Regions from separate parts of the Danio rerio genome. Here region 2 is linked to region 1. The links are chromatin contacts, called in public Hi-C maps. All regions are on one chromosome and are shown on one strand. Each heading gives the region's core, a stretch centred on a gene start, on an enhancer-like site or on the middle of the called end of the contact. The rest is flanking DNA. Distances are from core to core; before and after follow the strand shown.

The links. Hi-C and Micro-C count contacts between places; a contact is called where the count stands out from the background.
Region 2: a Hi-C map of an unstated tissue shows a contact between it and region 1, with 3 times the contacts expected there. The contact joins the promoter of nampt2 here to the promoter of atxn7 in region 1. A contact is called at or near these places in 2 of 18 Hi-C or Micro-C datasets (hematopoietic stem cells and an unstated tissue).

Annotation. Positions count from the first base shown.
Region 1 is chr11:21,687,304-21,693,508 of GRCz12tu, forward strand. It overlaps atxn7 (ataxin 7), which reads right to left and starts at 3,509. Exons shown (of 14, transcript XM_009305965.5): 1 at 3,345-3,509.
Region 2 is chr11:21,871,006-21,877,785 of GRCz12tu, forward strand. It overlaps nampt2 (nicotinamide phosphoribosyltransferase 2), which reads right to left and starts at 3,246. Exons shown (of 11, transcript NM_212668.2): 1 at 3,002-3,246. The coding sequence starts at 3,052. The region is part of intron 2 of LOC141376703; the gene reads left to right.

The DNA of each region.
Region 1 (6,205 bases), core at 2,259-4,758:
TTTTAGTAATTTGTTTTCGTTGTGAGAAAATGCAGCGTGTTTTATTGATTTGTTTGTGTTGTGAGAAAATGCAGCGTTTTATTAAATTGTTGCCATTGTGAGAAAATGCAGCGCGTTTTCGTAATTGTTTGCTTTGTGAGAAAATGCAACACGTTTTATTAATTTGTTTGTGTTGTGAGAAAATGCAGCACATTTTAGTAATTTGTTTGCATTGTGAGAAAATGCATAGCGTTTTAGTAATTTGTTAGCGTTGCAAGAAAATGCAGTACGTTTTTGTAAATTGTTTGGGTTGTGAGAAAATGCATCGCGTTTTATAAATTTGTTTGGGTTGTGAGAAAATGCACTGTGTTTTAGAAATTGTTTGCATTGTGAGAAAGTGCATCGCGTTTCGTAAATTATTTGCTTTGTGAGAAAATGCAGTGCGCTTTTTTCATTTGTTTGCATTGTGGGAAAATGTAGCATGTTTTATGAAAATGTCTTGCATTGTGAGAAATGCAATGCATTTCCGTAAACTGTTTGCACTTTTTATAATGCCATGCGTTTTAGTAATTTGTTTGCGTTATAAGAAAATGCAGCACATTTTCGGAAATAGTTTGCTTTGTGAGAAAATGCAGTGAGCTTTTTTTCATTTGTTTGCATTGTGGGAAAATGCAGTATGTTTTCTGAAAATGTGCTGCATTGTGAGAAAATCCAATACATTTTATTAATTTGTTTGCGTTATGATAAACTGCAGTGGGTTTTCGTAAATTGTTTGCGTTGTAAGAAAATGCAGTGCGCTTTTTTCATTTGTTTGCATTGTGGGAAAATGCAGCATGTTTTATAAAAAGGTGTTTGCATTATGAGAATTTTCAGCACGTGTGCTGTCAAACGGATGGAAATTGTTTCTTAACTTGCTGCCGTTTTTTGTAATTGATTGCGTTTTCTTAAATTTCAGCAAGTTAAGCTCTCTCGGCCACTGTAGAAAAGGAACTTTAAAAAATGTATTAGCTTTTGTGCATATTTTTTAAAACTCCACCAACTTGTAATGCACCATTTGTTGTTAAGCTAATATTTGGATACTGACTTAAATTAAAAATGCTGTACGCTAATGCTAAAAGGCCCATTAATTTTTTTTTTTTTAAATGTGCCAAAAAAGGTGTGTGGCGTAACTGAGAATAATACTTTTTATATGAGAAGAAAACATTGATTCAAGTCATTTCAATGTATTTATTTATAAATTAGGGAATTACCATAGTAACTTCAATATTATAGTTTGGATTATTTAACTTCGGCCCACCCCCTAATTCTGACATCAATAAAAAATTATGTCTCACAGTTCATTGTCGTTGTATTTGCATCTGTATTTTGTACTGTCTTGAGCCAGCACCTAAGCTTTTCACTCATCATAGCACACGTGCTACTGATGATGTGACAACAAAAGTGATTTGACTTGATTTGATTTGATTTGATTAGCTGTTGCGTCATTCATTCAAGATTCTGTTCAAAAACGCTGATCCATTCAGTAATGAAACAAAAGAAGTTTTTATGTGAGTCACTAAATCGTTCATTAAAATCTAAAAAAAGTCGAATTAATTCAATATATTATGATAAACTACAGCAATCGTTAGTACATTACCATGTTATTTAGTTTTATTTCACATAGAAATTTGAAAGAATCCAGCAGCGAATGCAAAATAGGCCAATTGTTTCTGTATTTGCCATGGTCAGGTACAATTTGACAAAAATTTTGATTTGTCTTTTATTTGATTAATAAACTGCTAATAATGCGTCTTTTAACTTAAATATTACACTTTTGTTAGAGCTTAGACATATTATAAAATAAACCACAAATGAGCATTTTACTCAAGCATATATCTATTAATAGCAAATCCATATAACTAATAAAATCTTTAAAGTGGACTCAGATTTTTTCCCCCACATGTGCATAAGTACATTAACATATTTTACTGAAAATGATTTATTTAAAAAATATGAAAAAATAAATAAATAAAATTTCCTCCCTAAAATTATTGAAATTCTGCAATTGTAAAAAAAAATCATGCATTTTGTGTAAACATGAAGTAGTGCTTCCTGTATTTTTTTTTTATTATAAATTATTTTATAATCTAAATAATAACCACAACCTAGGCATGGGACGGTATAAGCTTTTGACGCTATGATAATCTTGGATAAAAATATCAGAGTGTTGCTATTACTGCTTTAAAATATATTCATTTTAAAATGTCTTCATAAAACATTTTACCCTTTGAACACAATATATTTTATTTTAAGAAACATTTAAAGTATTTTGGAACAGTAAACATGTCAGGCTAAATCATTCAAATTTATTATTCCCTTCAGCTGTCTTCATTAGTGTCAAAAACACTGCTTTCTGTACAATTTAAGACAGCATCTTTGAATATATTTTCTGCTGGAGATACTGTTGTCCTAAAACCCAAACAAACACAAAAAACATTGAAAATAAAAATCTTACATACAGTATATCTTAGGAACAGTATTGCAGAAAATGTTGACGGTTTTAAAACCTTGACTTCCAAACCGCGGAATACCTTAAAAACAGTTATCATCCTATGCCTATAATAACCTCTAATGAACATAACTCATGTGATGCTACAAATCTGCAAAGATGACGAGTTGTCAAAACTGAACAAGTTTAGAAATTGCAAAATTCATCTAATCCAACTTTTATAGAGATTAAACACTGATACTGCGATCATATATGTGTGAGTTCATTTGAAATATTGAAGATCTCATTTTCGTCTAAACCAAAAATCCAAATTTGTATTAAAGAAAACATGATTATACAAAACAGTATACTGACAAGTTCTATAAAACCCCCAATCATCCTCTCCACAATAGTACGCCTTTTTTTTATAAAGTTCAATTAACAACTTTAAAATCCATGAACCCTTCTCTAAAATACCCTTAAAGTTATAAAAAGTGCTTCATAATTAAAAACACTCTTGAGGCTCCATTCATTTCAACTCTCGTCCACTTGTTTGCACCCACCAGTGAACTTCCATTAGGCAAGTGCACTTGGGAAAGTGAAAGCAAATAATGTCAAGATCCAGCAGTCATCAGAAAGCCTCCAACAACAACTTTTCAGTCAGAACTACAAACAGCGGCTCTGTCACGGAGCGAGACGAACAAAGTAAACTTGAATATTACGTCACCAAAATAAAATGTTACACACACATATAAGAGGGGGAGGGGGGACGGCAGCAGGTTTAGCTTCTTTGCTAACAGAAACCAGCCATTGGTGGTGGCACTGCTATAGCATGCAACTGGCTAACTGGCAGAACAGACATTAGCAGCTGATCTCGATGTCATCATTGTTCTCTTACCAGTGCCCTGGACTTCGGGGGTCCCGGTGGAGCTCCAGGGAGAACAAAGGCGCAGGCTTTAGTGTGTATCGACAATGAAGATCAGTTCAAAGAGCGAGTGCAGTGCTCAGTGACTGTGGAGGTCTTCACCAGGTGCTTCCATGTCTGTTTACCAGGCAGCATTCTGGGACAAGAACGTCACTGACTGACTCCAGCAGCACGCATGCACAGAGTCCGCCTGTCACTGGACGGGCTGGCGGTGTGTCAATAACAAACGCGCTCACTTCGTAGACAGCATTCAAGAGAATCGTATGCGGGTTTCTAGCGTTCCAGTGCTGTTTAGGGGGGTGTTTTGTTGTTCGGGGTATTTGAACCCGTTTACGATACATTTTCGAGCGTTTTAGACGAGCCCTGATGCTTAAATATGCTGTCTGGATAGGATGCTCGGTTGTTTTTGAAACACAGCCAGCGAGCTCACTTCGTTATATTGTTAGATCAATGTCAAACTGCAGGCATATTGAGGATTAAAACCACTAATCGGGGTCACATACGGGCTAGTCAACTTTGAAATGACTTTGGCGATATAATAATGGAAAACATACTTGCTGTAGCGATAAGTGAATCTTTGGGAGCAGATCTTTTTCAGTTGAACCGATTCACAAAACTGATTCGACTCGCCATCCAAATGAACTAGAAGAATGAAGCATCTCTTTTGGTTGTGTCTATGGTTAACTTATGGTTTATTTATTTCTGTTGTTGGTTGTTTTTTTTTTTTTTATTAAAATATAATTTGTATTTTTTTTAAATAATTTGATTAAATGCATTTTATTGTTTATTTCTATCTTATTTTTTAATATTTTGTATAAGTTTATTTGATTATTTTAACACATTTTTAAATTTCGCTTTTGGCACCAATGCAGTTCCGGTTTGACAAAATTATATATATATATATATATATATATATATATATATATATATATATATATATATATATATATATATATATATATATATATATAAATCCTAATGAATTTGCATACAGTTTTCACATTTTTTGAAAGTATATAATAATGAAAGAAACACAGCAAATCAAATTTATGTTGTGGATTAGGTTTTTCTTGTTCTTTTATTTATTCATTTATTTTCTTTTTGGCTTAGTCCCTCTATTAATCTGAAGTTGTCACAGGGGAATGAACCGCCAACATATGTTTTACACATCGGATGCCCTTCCAGCTGCAACCTATCACTGGGAAACATCTTTATACGCACTCATTCACACATATTATACACCACAGCTAATTTAGCTTACCAATGTGGAGAACATGCAAACACAGAAATGCCAACTGACCCAGCCGAGACTCTTGCTGTGAGGTGATTGTGCTAACCACTGCGCCACCGTGACACCCTTGTCTTTCATCATTATAGAATTTTAAAAGAATTGTATGCCAATACATTAGGCTTTTATTTATGTATATATGACAGTAGTTTTCGAACTAATTTGTAATGAGTCAGTAACAAGTGAATGAGTTGACATGATATATTTACAGAATTTGTGGTGTTTTATTTATTAAAATAACATTTTGTTTTTGTGAGCTGAAACATGACTACAACAAATGTTAATAGCAACTTAAATGAAAGACTGAATCATTATTATTTTTATTATCGTTGGTATTTTCCTGGTTACGCAGTGGCGCAGTAGGTATTGCTGTCACCTCACAGCAAGAAGGTTGCTGGTTCAAGCCTCGGCTGGGTCAGTTGTTGTTTCTGTGTGGAGTTTGCATATTGTCCCTGCGTTTGCATGGGTTACCTCCGCGTGCTCCAGTTTCCCCCACAGTCCAAAGACATGCGGTACAGGTGAATTGGGTTGGCTAAATTGTCTGTAGTGTATTAGTGTGAATGAGTGTGTGTGGATGTTTACCAGAAATGGGTTGCGGCTGGAATGGCATCCGCTGCGTAAAAACGTGCTGGGTAAGTTGGCGGTTCATTTCGCTGTGGGAACCCTGGATCAATAAAAAGACTAAGCTGAAAAGAAAATGAATAAATTAATATTAACTTTCTATATTTTAAAGAAACACTTTTTAAACAGTCTTGATAAACAGTTTCCTAATGCCATAACTATCAAAAACAAATTGATTATACAATATATCTGGAAGCCATGCAGGAATGGCTTAAAACATAAAATGTATCTGGTCAATAACCTTGGCAATATAATGATGAGAACTGTCAGATTAGGTTGTAGATATGTGACACTCTTGAGTCTGATATTTTCTGTGAATAAGTTAAAGAAGATCACAAAACTGATTCAAGTCATGATGCAACCAACACTGAACTGAGAACTGCTGCTGAAATGAAAACAGCATAAATTAGACTACTGCTCTTACTACTATGGCAGAAACAGTAAGACTTTGTTCCATTTTGAAAGGCTCATCCATATCCCCTATAAAACCTTTGAAGAAGGGAGTGTATTAGAGGGATAAAAGGTGTTGGTCACAAAAAACCATGAAAAGAGTCTTTATCATTGTACACTTTGAGTTTCTTCATTCTTTTTAAGTGGGCAGTTTTTACCTTTTCGGTTTGGAACAAGTCTTCAGTATGCAATCCATAATTCTTTAAAAGTGCCCTTTAGAGGCAGATTTATCCCATATGGAACAGAGTCATAATTTAGCAAGTACATTTTCCAAAATAGAAGAGCTAAGTATCAATAAGCAAGTGAGCAAACAAGGCATTTTATTCATTCATTCATTCATTCATTCATTCATTTTTTTTTTGGCGTAGTGCCTTTATTCATCAGGGGTCACCACAGTGGAATGAACCACCAACTTATCCAGCAAATGTTTTACACAGCGGATGCCCTTCCAGCTGCAACGCAGTACTGAGAAATA
Region 2 (6,780 bases), core at 1,996-4,495, 180 kb after region 1:
TTTAAACGATGGATTGTGCAGCTCTCTTTCCAATAAATAAATATTTTTCCCAGCTTTATATTTCTGTGAAAAGTGTGATGCATTTTTACGTTCCAGGATTATTTGAGGAATAGAAAGTTTAACAGAACTGTGTTTATTTGAAATCATAACAAACAATGCTGTATAACATTATAAAAGTATTTATGATCAATTTCATGTGCTCTAGATAAACTGCATCAAACACACACACACACACACACACACACACACACACACACACACACACACACACACACACACACACACACACACACACACACACAATGTTGCACTGTTTTTAACGCTGGTAATTAACTGTAGAAAATTTTTTAAGAGTTTCTTAATCATTTTAAATTGACAGAATATTTCATAAAATTAGTTTTTTTGTATATCTAATGTGGTAAAGTGTTAACAATGTGCTTTAAATGATTTAACCTCACTTTATGTAGTCAAACAAATATAGGTAGTCAAACATTTACCTCTGTGGAAAGTTGTTGACGCACTAAAGATAGTTTTGATAGTTTGATGAATTATAAATGAAAGTGCTGAGTTTATTGTTTGCTGTAATCAGTCACATGATCAGAGCTCTTTTCTTTCATTTTCTCCTGACTGTGTCAAAGATCAAGATAAGGAATCAGGTTAAACTCGTCACATAACAAAAGAAACAACTATTGTGTTTGATGTCAAGTACCATTTCCAAGAAATAGCTAAAAACATTTGTCTTTAATCACTACTCAATAGTTAGTACTTCTTTTACTGCAGTAAAACCCCCGATCTGTGTAAGGTAATGTCAGACAAACTGAAACTAGTAATAAATCTGACATATTATGGTTCTTTTGTTGATCTGGATTGTCTGGAAAAAAAATCATTTCATCTGTTAACATCTAGAAAAAATGCTCTGGTCCTCAATAACCATCTTATCTATTTTTTATTCTATCTTTTTTTGTTACACTACTGTCAAAAGTTTGGGTCAGTATGATTTTTAAATATTTTAAATGTATCCTTGCTCACCAAGGCTGCATTTATTTCATCAAAAATACAGTACAAATTGTAAAATTGTTAAATGGTATTGCTCTATAAAATAACTTTTCAAAAGTAGTTTTTCATTTAATTCAATCATAAATTTTTAACTTCATTACTCAGTCTTCAGTCACATGATCCTTCAGCAATCTCTATAATATTAATTATTATTATTACTATTATTGTTATTATTATCATTATTATTAATGGTAAAAGTGACTGGAAGAATAATTTCATTTGAAACTACATACAATAAGAAAGCTGTAATTAAAATTGTAGTAAATATTTAACACTTTAACTTTTTTGCATTTAATAAATGTCGCCTTTTGACCGGTAGTGTATATATAAAACATAATACACTCTTCATCCTTTCTCTACTTAGACTTTAATCCTCTAAAACTAACGATCTCTTTTCCATTTCTATTTGATTTATTTTCTTTAAAATCTCTGACCTTCTAGCTGTAAACTCTCTCTATTATGTATATTTATAAATAACTGCACCAGACTAACTAAGAATGAAAATTATTTTTTATATTTGTGTGGTTTTGTTGCTGTGATACTTTGTTACTTTTATGATTCTAATGATTAAATGTAAAGTAAATTTACATTACATTTATTGCTAAAAAACTCTCACTAGTATTACACAAGTCATTTTAAACAGCACAGTTCAATGTCAACATGAGGAAGCAGTTACAATAATAAAATATAAAATACTAATTCTACTACTAATAAAGAATTATTATTATGCTTTAAGCTTTTTTTATTAAATGAGATAGAAACAGTCATTTAGTAATGATGTAATTCAGCAAATAAATAAATATAAAGTATTTGGGTCCCACTTCATTTTTAGTGGCCTTAACAAATATGTACTTACACTGTAATTAATTACATTGTACTTCTTGTGTAAAAATGTTTATACTTATGCTTGATGAAATACCTGCATTTCATTACATCTGTACTTAATTTCAGTAATTACATTTACAATTACACTGTTGACCATCCCTTACACCCCAACCCACTCTTTAACCTACCCATACCACCAAACCTGTCTGTAAGCGTACCAATATCCCACCTTAAGGGCACCAGAAGTGTTCTGCAATACATTATGAACACAGTAAGTACACTGTATTTATATTTACATGTAGGTACATGGTAATTAAGGCCACTTAATATAAAGTGGGACCATCATTTGACCCCAAAACCTGAAAAATGTATTTAACAAGAGATTAAGTGTATTTAGTTTTTCTGTAAATTAACTTTATTTAAATACATATTTAAACAAAAATAAAAACTGGTTACACTTTAGTTTGGAAATCAGTTCTTTACTTTTGCTTCAAATCAAAATGTAATTTGCTGTTTATTACGCTTCTGCTAAGTTAAGGTAAGGTAGTCACAATGGGGCATTAATCAACAACGTTACTAACAGTAAGCATTCTCGCATAATAAGAAAACTGTTAGCAAGAATAGTGAGAATTTGTACCCAAACTAAAATGTCTGTCAAGTCTTGAATTAGGAAAACATTATGTATAAGATATATTAAAAGGATTCCCACAATACTTTTATAAAACGAGTTTCGATTCCTCGACTGCTGTGATGTGCTGTGTTGTGTGACGTCACGAGCTGTGGCCTCTGGCGAAGCTAAAAGCCGCACGAGGTCATTCTGCATAAGCCCCGCCCCCGCGCTCAGCGTTCAATGAGTGGGGCATTTAAAATCAAGCTGGGCTTTCGGCAAAACCCTTCAACAAAACAAGACCAAAACGCCACAATGACGACCCTATCACGTTCACAGGTCAACCCAAATACTATTTTCATTTAAATTCCATCGATTCACAAGGTCAAAGTTGGTTTAATCTGCACGTATACGCGACGGCTAAAGCACAAAGGGCTTCTGTCAGAATTAGGTAAAGTCCTGTCACGCGCTTGGGTTTCTGCTGTTGAACGGCTCGAAGCAGGTGATTCTTACCTTATAAGAGTCTGTGGCGAGTAAAAAATTGAAATCCTGAGCTGCCATCATCGAGGACAAAGTAAAAGCGAAACGATGTCGCTTTGCTGTAGTGTGTATGTGGTCCGATCAGCGTGACACCGGTCTCTGTGAGCTTCTTCACGGCACCTTGCGTGTTTGGTCAGAGAAATGTAGTGAAATATGATCACCTCGGTATCTTGTATATGTGAGGGCGCGCACGGATAGGTCGCATCGTCTAGTATCAGACAGACAACGGGGTGGAAAGGGGGCGGAGTCAGGCTGGACGTATGAACGGTACGCTGCGCACGTTCGGTGATGTGAAAGTGGGCGGAGACAGAAAAATCTAAACAGTAAAAGCTGTTATGCTGATGCCTGTTGCGTTCAAAGGTTGAAGTTTCGTTTTCTTGTAATAGATAATTAAGCGGTGAATGTTTAGAGAAGCTTTCAGTTTTGCTTTTCTTGCTGGAAAAATGGTTTGAAGCCACGTAGACATACAGTCAAGAAAAAACCTAATTGAATATGTTCAGTTGGGTGTGAGCTGATGTAAGAATTGATATAGCTCATTTAAAGTATAAAAAGTTGGTATCGTGTTGTCAAAAATGAATGTATACCTGTCTAATGTAACAACAAAAAGCTGCAAATGTCTATGTATAAAATTATTATTATTATTATTATGTAAAATGTTCAATAAATACTAATTTGTTAGTTTATTGTGTAAAAAAGAAGTTTTTTTCAAACTTAAATCAAAAACGGTCCCATAAGCATCCCATATCATAAAACATATTTTATAAGAATGCATTACTCATTTACATTATTATTATTATTATTATTATTGTTGTTGTTGTTGTTGTTACTAGTATTCATATATAAAGTTGGAATACATTTCAATAGTATGTGGAATTATGTAAAAAATGTTTTAGTCATACTTAAATCAATAACAATCCTATAAGTATAAGAATAAGTCCCTTATCATAAAACATATTTTGTAGGAATGCAAATTTTTTTTTTTGGTCAAGGATATTGCACTGAAAGTACTTTTATATATAAAAGATGATTATATATATATATATATATATATATATATATATATATATATATATATATATATATATATATATATATATATATATATATATAATCATCTTTTATATATATATATATATATATATATATATATATATATATATATATATATATATATATATATATATATATATATAAGATGATTATATATATATCATCAAGATGATCATATATATAGTGAAAATTCATATTCAATGTTTGTTATTGATATTAAATATCATTTATTTCTATGTTGATCTTGCCATAAGATAGCCAGAAGTTCCCGATGTGACAAACAGGTAAACATAAACTTGTATATATTAACTCATAAATCCTGAGTTGTCTCTTAATTTTTTTCCATATGCTTGTTTTATCTCAACTATTTTTAGAGAGGTGTTTGGGCAATATATTGGAAACATTTTTGATATAATGTATTGTTGTTAGAATTAACATGAATGCTGTTCCACAAAATCTATGAGATAAATTGCATCTGAATGACTGCTTAAAGCTGTCAGTTCAACATATCTTTATAATCTCTTTTCCTTTAAAAAGACTTTTAAAAACAGCACAACCTTTATAGTAAATCATTTAAAGACCAGGTGATTAACGTTTAAAAATGATGTAATTAAGCCCAGAGTTGCTCAGAGGATTTGTTGATATTCAGTAGACTCGGAACGCTTGATCAAACAAAATATTATAAAGACTGTAATATTTTGATTATCCAAGGCTCAGACTTGATGTCAGCTTTTAATTAGGCAATCTTTGAAAGCTTTGAAGTTTTCTTACAATTTATTTTTGAGACAATTTTTTTTTTATAACAAAATCAATATCTTATCTAATAACTGCTGGACATTTTTAAGCTGCTATGTTTTTTTAGCAACTTACTGTAAAGTGTAAAGTTGGCATAATGGACTGCTCTGGTTGTATTTTCAACCAAGAAGGTAAATGAACATGTTTGTTACATTTAACCTTTATTCAACATGTTGCTTTATAGGCAGCAGCTTTAAAATACACCATGTATATATGCAATCTGTTATCCACTGACTCAAACTATGATCACAGGGTAGAGGTCACCAGACTTGAAATTTTGAATGCAGCAAATTGTGAAACTTTGGCCAAGCTTGTGTTTCCAGTCTCTTGCATTTGCCTGCATATGAATGGAAGTCAGTCAAACAAAAATGCTAACGTAACCACCCCAAAACCATGTTTAAACCCCAAACTAGTATTTATAAGATCATAGGAAATAGTGCCTACAATTTTTCAAAACTATTCTTATTCACTGTGGGAAAAAATGCCATTTTTACTTAAAAATCGAAGTAAAATCAAAAGTTATGGGTATCTTTTACTCATATGCAGTAATATTGTATATATGTAATTACTTTTAGATTATTTTCTTTCATGTGCTTGTCACTATACCCTTATTTGAGTTTATTGTAATTTTTAGTAATATGATTATGTTTTAAAAGATTATGATTATGAAATCATGTGTCCTCAAATTGTGAGAACTTTATGGTGCAAGTTACACAAATTAGATGCTATATTATGTGGTAAAATGCAAAATGTTGTACATTGTTTTGGTCTAGACAAAATAATTTTTTTTTTTTTATATTATTACCTTTGATAAGGAATAGTTTTTTTTCCAAAATTAACATTTTCTGTACATTTTTTTTTCGACACAGTGGCGCAGTAGGTAGCGCTGTTGCCTCACAGCAAGAAGGTCACTGGTTTGAGCCTTGGCTTGGTCAGTTGGCATTTCTGTGTGGAGTTTGTATGTTCTCCCTGCGTTTGCGTGGGTTTCCTCTGGGTGCTCCGGTTTCCCCCACAAGTCCAAAGACATGCGGTACAGGTGAATTGGGTAGGCTAAATTGTCCATATGTGTATGAGTGTGTATGAATGTTTCCCAGAGATGGGTTGCAGCTGGAAGGGCATCCGCTGCATAAAACATATGCTGGATAAGTTGGCAGTTCATTCCACTGTGGCGACCCCAAATTAATAAAGGGACTAAACCGAAAAGAAAATGAATGAATGGATGTTAATTTTCTCTGGACTAGATGCCTTTTTCCCTTCAGTAAAACAGATTTTTAAATGAAACCATGTTTCTTGGTAATCATAATTCAAGTCAAGAGCTGATGGCTCTTCAGGATTAAAACTTTACTTGTGTCAACACATTGACACATTAAGGGCTTAAGAAGTGAAGCATTTTGATAGCAAAAATCTGAACATTACTTACAGCATTTTACTTTTAATCCACAGCCACTCAAATGATCTTGGGTGCGTACAGATACATGATAGTAGCATGAGCTTCCTGTCACATTATGACATATATGGGCACAAATTTACATGCAAGATTTTGTTTGTTTACAACTATTTGTACAATTTTGATGAAGACACATACAAAAAGGTGCTAAATAGTAGTTAAAGTTGTACTTTTGATCAAGGAAAACTTTAAGAGCAACATAACACTTGATACTGCAGTTTAATGACATTTTAAGCAATTTCTCTCAGTTAAAATTTGGCCATTTGAATAAACAATAGATAAGCTATACTAATGTAGAGCTTCACAATTTTTATAGATTTTTCTCTTGTGAAAAACTTCAATTGAAGATTAATGGAGAACAATAGCCTGATTAGTATTACAAACTAACTTTAATAAGGGTCGCCTTTGGTGCTTCACACCTTTTTATTGAGCATTTTTTGTTTCACCTATAAGGGGGCAA